Regions from separate parts of the Lactuca sativa genome. Here region 1 is linked to region 2. A link is a contact called in public Hi-C data. All regions are on one chromosome and are shown on one strand. Each heading gives the region's core, a stretch centred on a gene start, on an enhancer-like site or on the middle of the called end of the contact. The rest is flanking DNA. Distances are from core to core; before and after follow the strand shown.

What was found. A called contact is a pair of places that touch in the nucleus more often than the background predicts.
Region 1: a Hi-C map of leaf shows a contact between it and region 2, with 5 times the contacts expected there. The contact joins the promoter of LOC111918195 here to the promoter of LOC111918259 in region 2. A contact is called at or near these places in 3 of 4 Hi-C or Micro-C datasets (bud and leaf).

The regions. Positions count from the first base shown.
Region 1 is chr9:197,717,998-197,721,507 of Lsat_Salinas_v11, reverse strand. LOC111918195 (protein CHROMATIN REMODELING 35) reads left to right here and starts at 1,776. Exons shown (of 7, transcript XM_042898007.2): 1 at 1,776-2,011; 2 at 2,099-2,250; 3 at 2,450-2,955; 4 at 3,055-3,477. The coding sequence starts at 2,196.
Region 2 is chr9:197,584,001-197,587,235 of Lsat_Salinas_v11, reverse strand. It overlaps LOC111918259, which reads right to left and starts at 1,740. Exons shown (of 13, transcript XM_023913950.2): 1 at 1,601-1,740; 2 at 1,268-1,493; 3 at 870-979; 4 at 523-592; 5 at 288-429; 6 at 64-201. The coding sequence starts at 1,468.

The DNA.
Region 1 (3,510 bases), core at 527-3,026, 130 kb before region 2:
GCGGATCTTGGTTTTTTTCATTTTTTTTGTTTTTTTGTTTTCGTTTATTAATATTTTTTTAATCACATAAGGTACTATGTGATTATTATGTAAAAAAAAATTGTTTTCGTTTTTTATTTTTCTTATTTAATTACCCGTTTATAAAAGTTACGTGTTTAATAAAAATTATACAAATATACTATGTTTTTTATAAAATTACACACACCGGTACTCTGAATAATAAACATACTTTAAGTAGGTTACAAAACATACTTTAAAAACATAAACATATAACCTTCATAATAAACATACTTTGAAATAAACTTCATTAAAGACTCTGCGGATCCTCTACAGCTTTGCGGAATCTTTGTTTTTTGATTTTTGATTTTTGATTTTATTTTATTTTTATTTATTTATTTTTTTTGCGTTCATTTTTGTTTATTAATATAACTTTTTTTTAAATACACTAATACATTATGTGATTATTATGTAAAAAATTCTACAAAAAATGTTAAAAATAATGAAATGTTTTATGTAATACGTTTGCTTCTGAGGAACCGAAACATCTCTGCGGATATTGAGTTTTTTAATTTTTATTTTTTTCGTTTTTTTGTTTTTTCTATTTTTTGTTTTCGTTTATTAATATTAATTTTTTTAATACACTAATACCTTATGTTTATGTAAAAAATTGACAAAAAGAGGTTAAAAATAATGAACTTATGGTTAATATCAGTCCACAATACTGTTTGGGAATCTACAGAACTGTTATCAGCGGATTAGTGTACACATCTGCGAATCAGTGTACACATCTGAGGATCAGTATACACCTTTGCGGATCTGTGTACACCTCTGCGGATCAGTATACATCTTTGCGGATCAGTGTACACCTCTGCGGATCTGTATACACCTCTACGGATTAGTTATAAAAGTTATAGACGTATTTTAATGGGTTTTTGTGAGTTTGTGAGTTTCAATTACCAATAGAAATTGTTTTTTCATTGTGTTTGTGGAGAGTGATTTGTAAATACAAAATAGTAAAAATACATAGAAAACATACATCAATAGCAAACGTATTATATAAATCATTTCATTATTTTTAACTTTTTTGTCAATTTTTTTACATAATAATCACATAAGGTATTAGTGTATTTAAAAAAAAAATTAATATTAATAAATTAAAATGAACACAAAAAACAAAAAAAAGAAAAAAAAATTAAAAAAAATCAAAAAGCAAATATTTCACAGAGCTGTAGATGATCCACAGAGACTTTAATGAAGTTTATTTCAAAGTATGTTTATTATAAAGGTTGTATGTTTATGTTTTCTAAAGTATCTTTTTTAACCTACTTAAAGTATGTTTATTATTTAGAATACCAGTGTGTGTAATTTTATAAAAAACATAGAATATTTGTATAATTTTTATTAAACACACAATTTTATAAACGGGTAATTAAATAAGAAAGGAAAAACGAATTTTCTTTTATATAATAATCACATAATACCTTATGTGATTAAAAAAATATATTAATAAACGAAAAAAAAACAGAAAACGAAAAAAAAAAAAAATGAAAAAACCAAGATCCACAGAGGTGTTTACATTCGGCAGAGGTGTTTATGGTTCTGCAGAACCCCTCTGTGAAACCTATGGTCATTTCCTAAAATCTTTATTTTTACGGTCATTTTCTTCAAACTCTCCATATATTTTGGTCATTTGCCGAATTTACTCGTAATTTATTGGCTAATAATAATATTGTCCTTCTATTTTTTAGAATTCTACATAAACACCACTACCTAACACCTAAAGTGAGAAAGAATAAAAGAAAAGAATCTGCAAAGCTCCGTTAGGCTTCCCAGTTCCCAGTTCCCCGAAGCCTTTGCTTGTTTTATTCCCTGCTTTGCATCAAAATTCACCCGACTCCAAACTCACTTCAGTTCCCCCATAGCTGTTCTTCAACCGTCCTTTTCTCTCTAATCTTTCTATTCACTCGAAAGAATCGTTAAACAAACGTGGCAATCCCGCTGGATCAACAATGTAAGTCATTATCCTCTTTAATTTGTTGGGTTTTGTTGCAAATGTTTAGGGTTTATTTCCCACATGTTTTCTTCCGTCGATTTTCAGCTGTGTTGTCTGTATACGATGAACGGGTGATTGTTATCCTAAATGCATGTGATTCTATCGATCATATAATTATAATCCCCCCTTTTTGTAACAGTCAATGGACGTCGAAGACCGGATGAACACGCATTATAGCACAAGCTTTAAACCCTCTGGTACTCTTTTTCTTCTCACTATGTATATGTAGACATAAATGTTTATGTATTCAATTTGTTATTTTTTTGGGATGATCACGCAATTGACCTGCTCGATTTTGTCAATTTTGCAAATGATTTCGGTATATCCCTTCTAAATGTTGTCTAGATGCAAAATTTTCTCACTTTCCTTGGTTTGTGTTTTGTATGTTTGTTTCAGAAATAATCAAGGGACAAATGAGCAATGGTGAAGAAATCATATCTCCAAACCCACTGTACACTAAGCGCACATTTGATGCAAAGAAGCAAAAGAAAACCATTGATTATAATGATCCATTTGATGTTAGAAACTTTGTGGCAAGCTTTGATTCACCTAAATATGGGTCTGTTACAAAAGACATAGAAAATATTCTTTCACTAAGAAAACAGACGTTGATGCCTTGTTTTAGAAGGTATCCTTCACTTGGGGCTGATTTAATGGACACATACCCTGTGAAGGAGGCTCCATTTCCAAATCCTGTGAAGGAGGTTTCAGTTGCAAATCATGTGAGGGATGTGGTTATGTTTGATGATGCCATGGGCATGGGTCATGATACAAATGCACCTGATTCTGTTGTCATCATAGGATCAGATGATGATGAACCCACATCCGCAAGGCCTTTTCAACCTTACAGAGACATAGTCTTGAATAAGCCTGAAGGCCAGTTTTCAATGAAACAATTTCTGGTAAGCTGCCTTGAATCTTTTTGGGATTCCAGTGAAGATTTCTGGTTTGAATTAATACGTGTTGTATAAATATGATGTTTTGGTTTTATCTCCATGTAGGAGGGAGATTATGGTCAAGGTCAAGCTTCAGTTGGGAAAGGAGGAGGGGGAGGAGGAGGAGGAGGAGGAGGAGGAGGGAGAGGGGTGGGGGTAGGGGGTGGGAGTGGGAGTGGGAATGTGAATGGGGGTGGGGGTGGGAAAGGGAGAGGGAGACCAAGGGGAAAAGGAAAAGGAGGAAAAGGAGAAAGAGAAGGTGTAGAAGAAGGGAATACAATTACAGATATTGTTGTCGAGTCAAAAGATGAAAAAGAGAAAAATAATGATAATGATGTAGAGGTTGAAAAGAAAAAGCACTTTAAAGGTGTCTATGTTGGTGTTGATTCCGATTCCGATGTGGAAGAGAGTAATTCACAATCCGAAGCTGACTTTGATGGGCTTGCTGATATTTGGCAAGAAATGAACGTTGGATTGGAATCCTCAAAGGTAACATGAAAATATTTATCTGTTATCTTCCTC
Region 2 (3,235 bases), core at 491-2,990:
ATTTAGAAATAAAACAAGTATCATTAAAGAAAAGACTAAAGAGCAAATACCAGTTATTCCGACCTGTGACATCTTTTGAGTGACCAATTAACTTCTTCATAACTGAAGGTGGCTCAGAAACAGTACAAACTGACAAAGTTCCATCAGTTGCTCCAAATGCAAGTAAATCAGAGCTCATATTCCCAAACTTTATAACAGTAACTGGAGAAATATTATAAAAAATAAATCAATGTTACAATGATAAAACAAGGATTGGGGAGACAGATTGATCTTGGAAAATTAATTACCCATGGATTTGCATTCATCAAATATGCAATGCATTCCCACAAAAGAATATGCTGGTTCAGTTTTTCTACGTGAATGATCAGTTTCACTTAAATTTGATCTTATACTGTTTGTGCGACTCACTGTTTGGCTTTCACTTGGATCCTGTAATAATACAATTTAACACCTCAAAAGATATGGTATAATAATCAAAAGGTAAGTATAGATGATAGATGAAAATAAAGAAAGGAAGCATACCCTGCTAAAACTCCAGCTGTCTATGTCATGTGTAATGGAGGCTGGACCTGAAGATGGTGCCCATTGCCCACTGATGAATCAACCAGTAAATTAACCTGATGTCAGAATTATATCAAACCAAGATTCACATTACACTCTACATATAGTTGCACATTCATGATTAATGTACTACTTGAAGCTTGTGTCTCTGCATTGATCTAACCACATTAAATTCCTGAAAGAACTTGTGTAATTATGGATGTTTGCAAGTAATTCTGGCGTGTAAGTTCATTTGGTGAATCCAATAATGAGAATTTATGAAATTTGAAGCTGAAGCAAGTAGAACATCAAGTAAAAATGGCAATCACCTGGTTCCAGGACTACTCAGGTGGCTAGGTGACTGCAACTTCATTCGATTCTCCAATTTGGTAATAAAATTGCGATAACCAACATAGCCTTTGCCATTGCATCTCCAATCCTACAAACCACAATCATAACAGTTTATGTTGCTGCTTAAACATAATAGTTGCCGATTTGGGAACTCCATTTGTAAGTCCGAGTAAGGATGTTTCTCTCCATTCTCTAATGAGGTTTGATTTCAAGGCGCACTATGTCTTTTAAAACATATTCACTCGACAATTGCTATAGCAATTTACACACACTAATTTTCCGTCAATGTGTATCAATTACAATCAGGAGAAAAAAACTTCGATTTTAACTACATTTCAGTATAGAAAAAGTAAAATTGAGCAAAGTGTAATAGTACCTTTCGCTGAAGAACACCGGATCGAGCCTTGCGAGATAGTAGAAGACGGCGGGCCCCGATGTAATTAGGATCGGAGTTCGCGGAACATGGCTGAAGCATGCAGCTAAAGAATTCTGGATCTGCAGTAACATCCTCTTTTTCCTTCTGCTTTTTCTCTGGATCTTCATTGTCAGAAGAACATTTTTCCATCATCTGATTCATCGTTCTAAACTACTTCTGAAGAATCCTTCATTACAAAAAAAAAATCAACTTTTTCTCTGAATATCGATGAAAATTTCTAGGTTATGTAGATCGGTGATCAGGAATTTATAGGTTTATTAAATTTTAATTTACAAATCAAAGTGCATCTGCATCTGAATTCGAGTTTTTCAAGAACAAAATTGTTCAAGACTTCGCGTGAAAATTGAAAATGGTCGTACACCATGTGCATCTCTTCGAGCTCCGTTGACGTGAGCCGAGCCATCTGCGTGTCACCCTATATTTACATTTCAAGCCCCTCATATTCTAAATAAATGCATATAAGTACTTGTATTTAAAGTTTTGAAAACAAAATCTAGTTAGAGATGTTCACTGTTAAAATAAAGCCAAAGGGGTGTTCGGAGATGTTCATAGAAAAATATGGTTTTACAAAAATAATATAAACAACCATTGTAAAAATGAAAAGATTATATACCTAAAGACTTTGTTAAGTCTTCCATAAGTTTTCTTAGCAGCGTATCTCTAAGCTTTAATTTTCATACCGGAATACATATCCATTTAAAAATACTACGTAAGTTAATAGACTCGTGAACTATATGGGTTTTTAACTTGATATTACAGTTCAAAACATGCTTTCAAAATCATATTTGAAATACATTGGCAACTTTGTAAACACAAACAAGTCATAATATAAACATTGCAATAAACTACACATATGGGAACTCTATCTCCTCAAAAATATATAACTCACACATACGAGTTCTCATTACCTCAAATCATAACTCATGCATACGAGGATGTATTACCTCAAAACATAAATTATGTAGGTAACATGTGCATACATGAAATCTATACCCTAAAAACACAACTTTTGCATATATGGTGAATCTATACCCCTAAAACATTGTCTATGAGATCCATTGCCCGTCCCAGGGCTATAACGATATAGCCTGTCATCCAGTATATTGGCAAGTCACAGCCCAAACATAACTTTTCCAAAAAAAAAAAAAAAAAAAAAATTATTCCTTTTAAATTTACTTATTGATTGAATTCATTTCACAACACATGAAAATTTATGAACGCATTCATTTCACAACACATGAAAATTCATCACGAGTAACCAACTCCAAATCAATTAATTAAATCCCAAAACCGTGAAAACTCAACAAGAGTAACCAAATCCCAAACATATGATACTCATCACAGGTAATTGCTCATATCCAAAAACATATAACACATCAAATCCATATTTCAAATAACCAGTAAAGTCTTTCCTTTTTTAAAACTATTTCACATCAATTGACTCTTGTCGTGCTACTTTTCAAATCATTTCGATCACCAGTGTTCCCTCTTGTCGCTCGGATTTTCCATTTTGTTGAGAGGTGTACGAGCACGAACAACGAATGGAAATATCATTATTGTCACAAATATCATGAAAATAATGGCTGTCAAATTCTCTCCCATCATCACATTGAAAGGCCTTAATGTCACGATTGAACTGATTTCGAACATAGCCACGAAAATTGACAAACTTGGCAAAAACATTAGATTTACGCTTCAATGGATACACCCAAACATAGTGCGAAAAAATGGTCCAAAAAACAACATAATATTTTAAACCACTATCACTCATCAAAGGAGATGTCCAAACATCAGAATGAATAATATCAAAAGGAAAAGAAACATTAGAATCCGAAAGACTGAAAGGAAGTCGGACATGTTTGCCCGCTTGACAAGTGGGACAAAGATGAGGCAACTTGGTTTTATTAC